Regions from separate parts of the Zea mays genome. Here region 2 is linked to region 1. Evidence: chromatin contacts called from public Hi-C data. All regions are on one chromosome and are shown on one strand. Each heading gives the region's core, a stretch centred on a gene start, on an enhancer-like site or on the middle of the called end of the contact. The rest is flanking DNA. Distances are from core to core; before and after follow the strand shown. Region 1 holds the start of LOC100283242 (40S ribosomal protein S16). Region 2 holds the start of LOC100285858 (prenyltransferase/ zinc ion binding protein).

Region 1 (3,292 bases), core at 758-3,257:
AGACAAGGGAATATGGAAAATGTGTGGAGAGTTGCCTGGGCACGATTGCTGGCCTTGTCGCTTGCAATCCAAAGGGGTTGCTGAATTGATCCTAGGAATTGCCTCCAGTCCCAGGATGCATCAAATCATAGCGGAAAATACGTAATATATACGCATCATAACTAGAACATTTTGAAAAACTAAATAAAACTGTACCATTTTATGAACTGAACAAAGACGCCGAACTCGGTTCTCGGACAAGGTGCACAACCTTGAGTACAAGAGAACACACACCATCAGGAAAACATCATTATGTAACAAACAGCCAACAAAACAGAACTAAATTATGCGCACAAAAGAGTACTCCCTAGCTCTAATGAGAAGCGGAGTGCAGCCAAATTCTCTCTTCTCTCCAGTGAACAACGACTTGTCACTGCAAGAGAAAAACATGGCAGCACATCTCTAATAATACTACTATGTGAAGAAATAAATGGTGTCCCCTCAAACAGAGCATAATCCATAAACTAAAACTAGCTATTCCAATCAAATATCATATGAAACGCATCACAGCCATGTCTGCCAAGATTATATCATTCTGACTTTATGTTTACATGATCTAAATTAATAGGGTTGATTCTGCATTTTTTATCTACAAAACATATGGTTTTGCAAATTGAAAGTTAAGATTCTACGGTTGTGACAGTACATGTTTTAGAATCAGTGGTTTTAAGAACCTTGCATCACCAACCTCGCTACCAAAATGAACTTCCATAATCACCAAAGCAACTAAACTTTGGTAACAAAACAGAGAGTATATGCAGGTTCATACCATAAGACAGGCTGATCGATGAATAGATGAGCAATATTGACTTACCACTCAATTGTCACATTTAACATAAACTCAAGCTAGCAAATGGAGAGTGAAAACATTCAAAATTGTACTGTATACTTGCCTTCACTTAGATTTGTAGAGTTTAAAGACACATTTCCTATCAATTCCCTAGTGGATCAGAGCAACAGGTGCAAGTCAAGCAAAATCACTTTAGAAGGCATTGATACCACAAGGTTACTTTATCTATTACTACCAAAGTACCAAGTACCAAAAATGCAACTACTCTATCTATATATATAGTTGAGCAATTCATTCAACTGAATTAAACAGATTGGTACTACCGTAGGTGAATATAAACAGACAAACAGATACAAAGACAAATTGAAGGCAGCTGTTACACAACAAAACCATTAGGGGACAATATCATAATTCTCAATACTGGAATGATGAAAATCATAATAGAGGGACTAGCCAAAATAGTCTTCATAATCTCTCACATTAATTTCACATTGCAAACAAGGTTTCAGGCTAGGCATTAAAGTCTAAACATTATGGTAAAGCAGCAGCTAGATATAGAACCAGATAAGCAGATCCATTGATAGGAAATAAAGCGAAGAACACCCACAACGATCTGAAAAATCGAGATGGAGCAGGCAGCCGCTCAACGGTACGACTTCTGGAACCTGGCGCGGGCACCACGTCCGCCGAACTTCTTCGGCTCGCAGCGCCGGGGGTCAGCGACGAGGAGGGTGCGATCGTAGCGGGTAAAGATGTCCTTGATCTCCTTCTTGGCGGCCTCGTCGACGTACTTCTGGTAGTAGGCGACGAGCCCCTTGGCGACGGCCTGGCGGATGGCGTAGATCTGCGACGTCTTCCCGCCGCCGCGGACGCGGATCCGCATGTCGATGTCCTTGAACCGGGACCGCCCCGCCAGCAGGATGGGCTCGAAGGCCTTGAGGCGGAGCATCTCCGGTCGGATCAGCTCAATCGGGACGCCGTTCACCTTGATCAGGCCGCGCCCCGGCTTCGTGTACGCGACCGCGACGGCGGTCTTCTTCCGCCCGAAGCACTGGGCCGTGCCCGGGGTAGGGCGGCTCAGCACGGTCATGGTTGGGGTCGTGCGGGATTCGCGGCGGCGGTAGGGTTTTGGCGGCTCGGGGTGCCTGGAGAGAGAGTGGATTGGCCTTTATAGCCACGAAGCGTTTTGTCTGGTGCCGCCGCGGCTGTTAGAACGGTATGCGGCCCGTGGAGCGTTTGAGATCTAGACCAGAGTTGTTTTGGGGGCCCATTTGTGGTTAAATAAGATAATTATTGGGCCAGGCCTCTAGAGGCTCATGTCTTGTGATAAAAGGCCACATGGGAAAGGCCAGTCGTCTAGCAGTGTCGTGGTGGTCGGAGTCGCCGCCACTCCTCTACATTAATATGGAGAAAATTTTGGAATTGTGTTATTATGAAAAATGGGTTTCGCCACTGTTGAGGGTCTACCTTGCTGAATGTTCTCAAGACACCTCTTCTTCGATGTAAACTAATGTGTTTCAGGCTAAATTGAAGAATAGACGAAGCTAGCCTTCAGTCGAAGCAATGAAAAGAAAATTTTGTCCACATGCATACAAGCGACGAAGGCGCAAGCCAAAGTCGTTAGCCGACATGGAGAAAACTTCGAACGCAAAGTGACGAAGGAGGAGTACAAGACTTGTACAACAAGAAAGAAAGATAAAAGACAGCAATGTCATGTGTCATTTGTAAATCATGTGTGTAAACTTTATAGGCATAATTGTAATAAACTATGAAGTTATTCAACTTGCATATAAATAGATGAACAGTACCCTACATAAAGTACTTTTTGAGGGCCCTAGCTTCGTTCTTCTTAGCCTTTGAAGCACCTTTAAGCTATCTTGTGATAAGAAGTTGAAGGTATGTTTGTAAATGTATTTGATATGACGGAATATGGAATAAAAATACTAAGACATACGAGATGAGTCTTTTATGTCATTTTCTATCATCTTTCTATTTAAACATTGTTCTATTCACACCCTTCTTCTTACTTACGTCCTTAAGTTATCCCTTTGGAGAAGTGATAATTTACGAACGAAGGTTTGAATTTAACTTGTGTTGCGTTGTTTTCGATGCCATGTAGCAATTGAAAACGAGTATTCAACATTGGCACCCACCTCTGGTGATTCCACGACCGCAACAACCCCATCATGCCGCTGAAGAATACAGTGGCGACTGGCTCTATCCTTAGGACCTAGGATCCTAACCATGGGGATGAAGCTCTCCTTATGATGGTAAGGAATCAAAAGAGGAAGGCCATCAGGCCAGAACCGTAAGACGAGGAGCTTGATTGTGAAATCAACAACCTCGAATCAATCCACCACCGAATGGAGAAGCGCAAGGAGAAGGTGCTTCCTCTCTCTAAGCTTCAGAAGAAGATTAACGAAGCAACTGAAGAAATTTGTAACATTGAAAGTGCAAGATCAG
Region 2 (3,539 bases), core at 927-3,426, 230 kb before region 1:
TGGTTGATCTAAATAATGTTATCTATTTGATTTAAGATTGGATTTAAGAGGGTAAGGGAGGGATCATCCAGCGATTTGAATTGTTGGTTTTGATGATATGTTAACTCGTTAAGTCTTCATTCAATTTATTTGATGGATTTAATGGTTCCCCCTCTTCATTCCTTCATTCATACGCTAAAACAAACAATATACTCGTACAGAGCAATAGTGGAATATTCATACTGACAGTTGATTTGATCGTGAGGGAGGAGAAAGTGAAGCAAAAAAAAAACGAAAACAAAACTTATATTCTTCTCTGTATACAAGCTGCGTCATCCCTTCATACTAAACAATGGCATTATCCATTCTGTAAAGTCTGTCAGTGTAAAACAGCCCTTCGACTCGAGTGTTCAGCTTTCATCTTGGCCTCGAGGTCCTTGACAGCGTTAGTGAGAGGCCTTGCATCCAGAGCTTTAGCCAGTTTACCATCTCCATCGTACTGCAGGAAGGTAGAGAGTGGCGCAGCCATCATCAGTTCAAAACGTGGCAAGGGATACCAGATCAGCCTGTGCGTGCATCTAGTTGCAGTAAACTTGTAGTATGTTTTGTCATCAAACAAAAATGGAACCCATTTTTTGACAAAAGAGAAGAACTATGGTTTATTCTGTAACCAGATGAAAAGACTGGCAAAGTGACCAGACCAGATTGGCCTGCGAACTCAGTTTCATCACAAAATATCTGGGAAGCAAACTCGGATCGATTCAGAAGCAATGTATGTTTAGTTCATTCACGAAGGTGTGAGTCAAAAGGCGAACCTTTTCCAGCTTCAGAGCGAGGTCCTTGAGCTCATCTTCCGAACGCGCCTTCTTATGAATCGCCTTGAGCACCTTGATCAAATGCGGCCGAAGGAACTGGGCGCAGTGCTTCTCGAGGTCACGGTCGGGGAAGGAGGAGTCGCATCCGAAGGGGCACTTCATGGGCCTCATGGGGCAGACGGTGACGCAGTGCCTGTCCATGTCGCGCCTGAGCAGCCGCTTCTCGCAGCCCTGCTCGCACTGGAGCGGCTTGTACGGGCAGGCGGCGTCGTGGTCCCGCGCGCAGCGGACGGAGACCCTGGCGCGGCATCCGTCGTTGGGGCAGGCGACGGGGCGGAAGCTGCACTGCTGCTTGTGGTCCGCCAGGCGCGCCTCGCTCTCGTACTTCTCGGGGCAGTGGAACCGGGTCCTGAGGTCCACGTTCTTGAGCAGCGTCTCGGCGACGGCCTCCCGCCGCTCCAGCGGCCAGAACCGGGTCGCCTCCATCTCCTGCACCAAGTCGTCGATCTTGTCGTCGCGGCTGTCGCTCAGCAGCCACCCGGAGACGTGGCCGATGATGTTGCGCTTCGTGCTGCCGAAGTCGTCCATGAACACGGACACGGCCTCGAACGGGTCGTCGGGGACCGCCGCGTCGGGCCCCTCCTGATTGGCCTCCGACTCGATCAGCGCGTCCGCGATGAAGCTCTCGCTCCGCTGCGTGATGTAGTCCACCATCTCCCTGCGCAGGTCCACGGCCACCACCGACGGGCTGTGGAACGGGTCCCCCGTCGTGCCGTCCACGCACACGGCGGCGAGCCCCGGTAGCAGGATCTGCGCTAGCTTGTGCATCGCCTCCGAGTCGCAGTACGGGCACTGGATCAGCGGGCCCTCGCCTCGCTCCGTGCCGGGCTCCGCCACCGGGAGCTCCATCCGCGCCGTCGCCGCCTGCTTTGTGATCAGGCCAGGAACCTGCACACGGGAAGGCGCCGTGCCGAGCAGCTCAGCGGCGTTCTCAAGTTTTTCCGATGAAATATACATCTGCCGCTCGATCTCTGCAACTGTTATTGTTTCAGACGAAACAGAAACATTTTTTTTCTTTCGGGGATATTGTAGGCGGGGGATTTGAAAGCTCGCAACAAAGAAATGCACAGCGCATCCAAAGAAGGGGCCGGGGCTCATCCGAATCGAACGTACCTGAGGAAGGAGAGAAGGAATCAACCGCCGGCGGACGGGAAGGGCGGCGTCCAGGACACCTGCGGGCTGCGGCAGCCTGGATCGAGGCCGGCGTGGTGTTGGGCGCGGGGAGAGAAGAAGAGGAGAGGGGAGGCAGGGCGGAGCAGGCCTGTATTCCCTTCCCTTGTCTGGATGGGGACTGGGGAGTCGTGGGGAGCAGAACACAAACACCTCCCAGGTAAACGGGCATGGCCGGCGAGCGGTCTATTATGAATAATAGGTGGAAAACCAGTTTGGGAGAAAGTGACTCTTGTCTTATTCCAGAGATTAATTATATTTATATATAAATGAAGAGGTGTATCTTAAGGATGTGTTTCTTAGGAATAACTACCGTACCTCTTAGATTGGTCACACATGTACATATTACAATATTTCTTACGAGCACGTGTAGATAACATGTTATGAATAAGTGGAAAACGAGTTTGGGAGAAGTGATTGTTGTCTGTTATTCTAAGGAGTAATTACATTTATATACAAGTGAAGGGGTGCATGGGATAATAAAGTGGTGAACGCCCTTGTGAAGATGTCGTCGGGACGAATGACCGTCCTACCAGCAGTTTTCGCTAACGACCTCTTCGAACCAAGCGTTCGTTATGGCGAAACTTGTCGAGAGGTCAGGCAACCCTCAGGCATGGTCCCTCTAGCCCACAAGTCTGTCGTTGTCGTAGAAGGTGCAGACCCCCAACAGGTCCCGTATGCGAATGGAGAATACCGTACCATAACTTCTTGTCTAATGGCTCACTTCCCGAGGACGAAACGGAGGAGTGAAGGCTCCATCGATCAGCCATGTCCTTTGTCCTAATTGGGGAAGACCTGTACAAAAAGGGACATTGGAATAAAGCAACGTTGCATCTCGATCGAACATGGGAGGCAACTCCTAGAGGACATCCATAGCGGGACCTATGGACACCATGTCGCCCCATCTCGTGGGAAACACCTTCCGACATGGCTTCTATTGGCCTACCACACACACCAGGTGGTGCGAACACGTGAAGGGTGGCAATATTACACACAACAAACCCACCTGCCCGCATGCGCTCCAAACAATCCTCGTCACCTGGTCATTCGTGGTCTGGGGCTCGATCTAATCGGACCCCTTAGAAATGCACCTGGGGCTACACTGTAACACCCAATTTGTAGATAAAAATAAGATAGTACATCTCAACCTATGTATTGCCTCATACTCATCATCACATGGTAATAACCACATATGAGAGAACAAATGATTAAGACCACTAAAATAAATCATGTCTCGTGTTGGAGTTTTGGTTGCTTGTACATTTAATAATACTGATAATATTACTAAGGGCACATTAATAATGAGAATTAAGGATTTAATTCACATTCAATTATAGGATTTGGAAATAAAATTAGAGATAAAAGAGAAGTAAGAAAAGAAATAGAGGAATAAGAGACTTACATAAAATATACCTAGAAATATATTTGCAGAGTTAGTACCTTAAATGTGTAATGTAATTTGAAGACAAATTTGCCACAGTATCAAATTTAAATTTGAAAGGAAATTTGATTTGG

Evidence for each region. Hi-C and Micro-C count contacts between places; a contact is called where the count stands out from the background.
Region 2: a contact with region 1 is called in a Hi-C map of endosperm, with 3 times the contacts expected there. The contact joins the promoter of LOC100285858 here to the promoter of LOC100283242 in region 1. A contact is called at or near these places in 9 of 25 Hi-C or Micro-C datasets (bundle sheath, ear, endosperm and 2 more) and 1 of 3 datasets of contacts at active chromatin or transcription factors (seedling).

Annotation. Positions count from the first base shown.
Region 1 is chr2:154,120,456-154,123,747 of Zm-B73-REFERENCE-NAM-5.0, reverse strand. It overlaps LOC100283242 (40S ribosomal protein S16), which reads right to left and starts at 2,007. Exons shown (of 1, transcript NM_001291545.2): 1 at 1,273-2,007. The coding sequence starts at 1,919. The coding sequence ends at 1,473.
Region 2 is chr2:154,355,251-154,358,789 of Zm-B73-REFERENCE-NAM-5.0, reverse strand. LOC100285858 (prenyltransferase/ zinc ion binding protein) reads right to left here and starts at 2,176. Exons shown (of 2, transcript NM_001158748.1): 1 at 795-2,176; 2 at 169-478. The coding sequence starts at 1,952. The coding sequence ends at 359.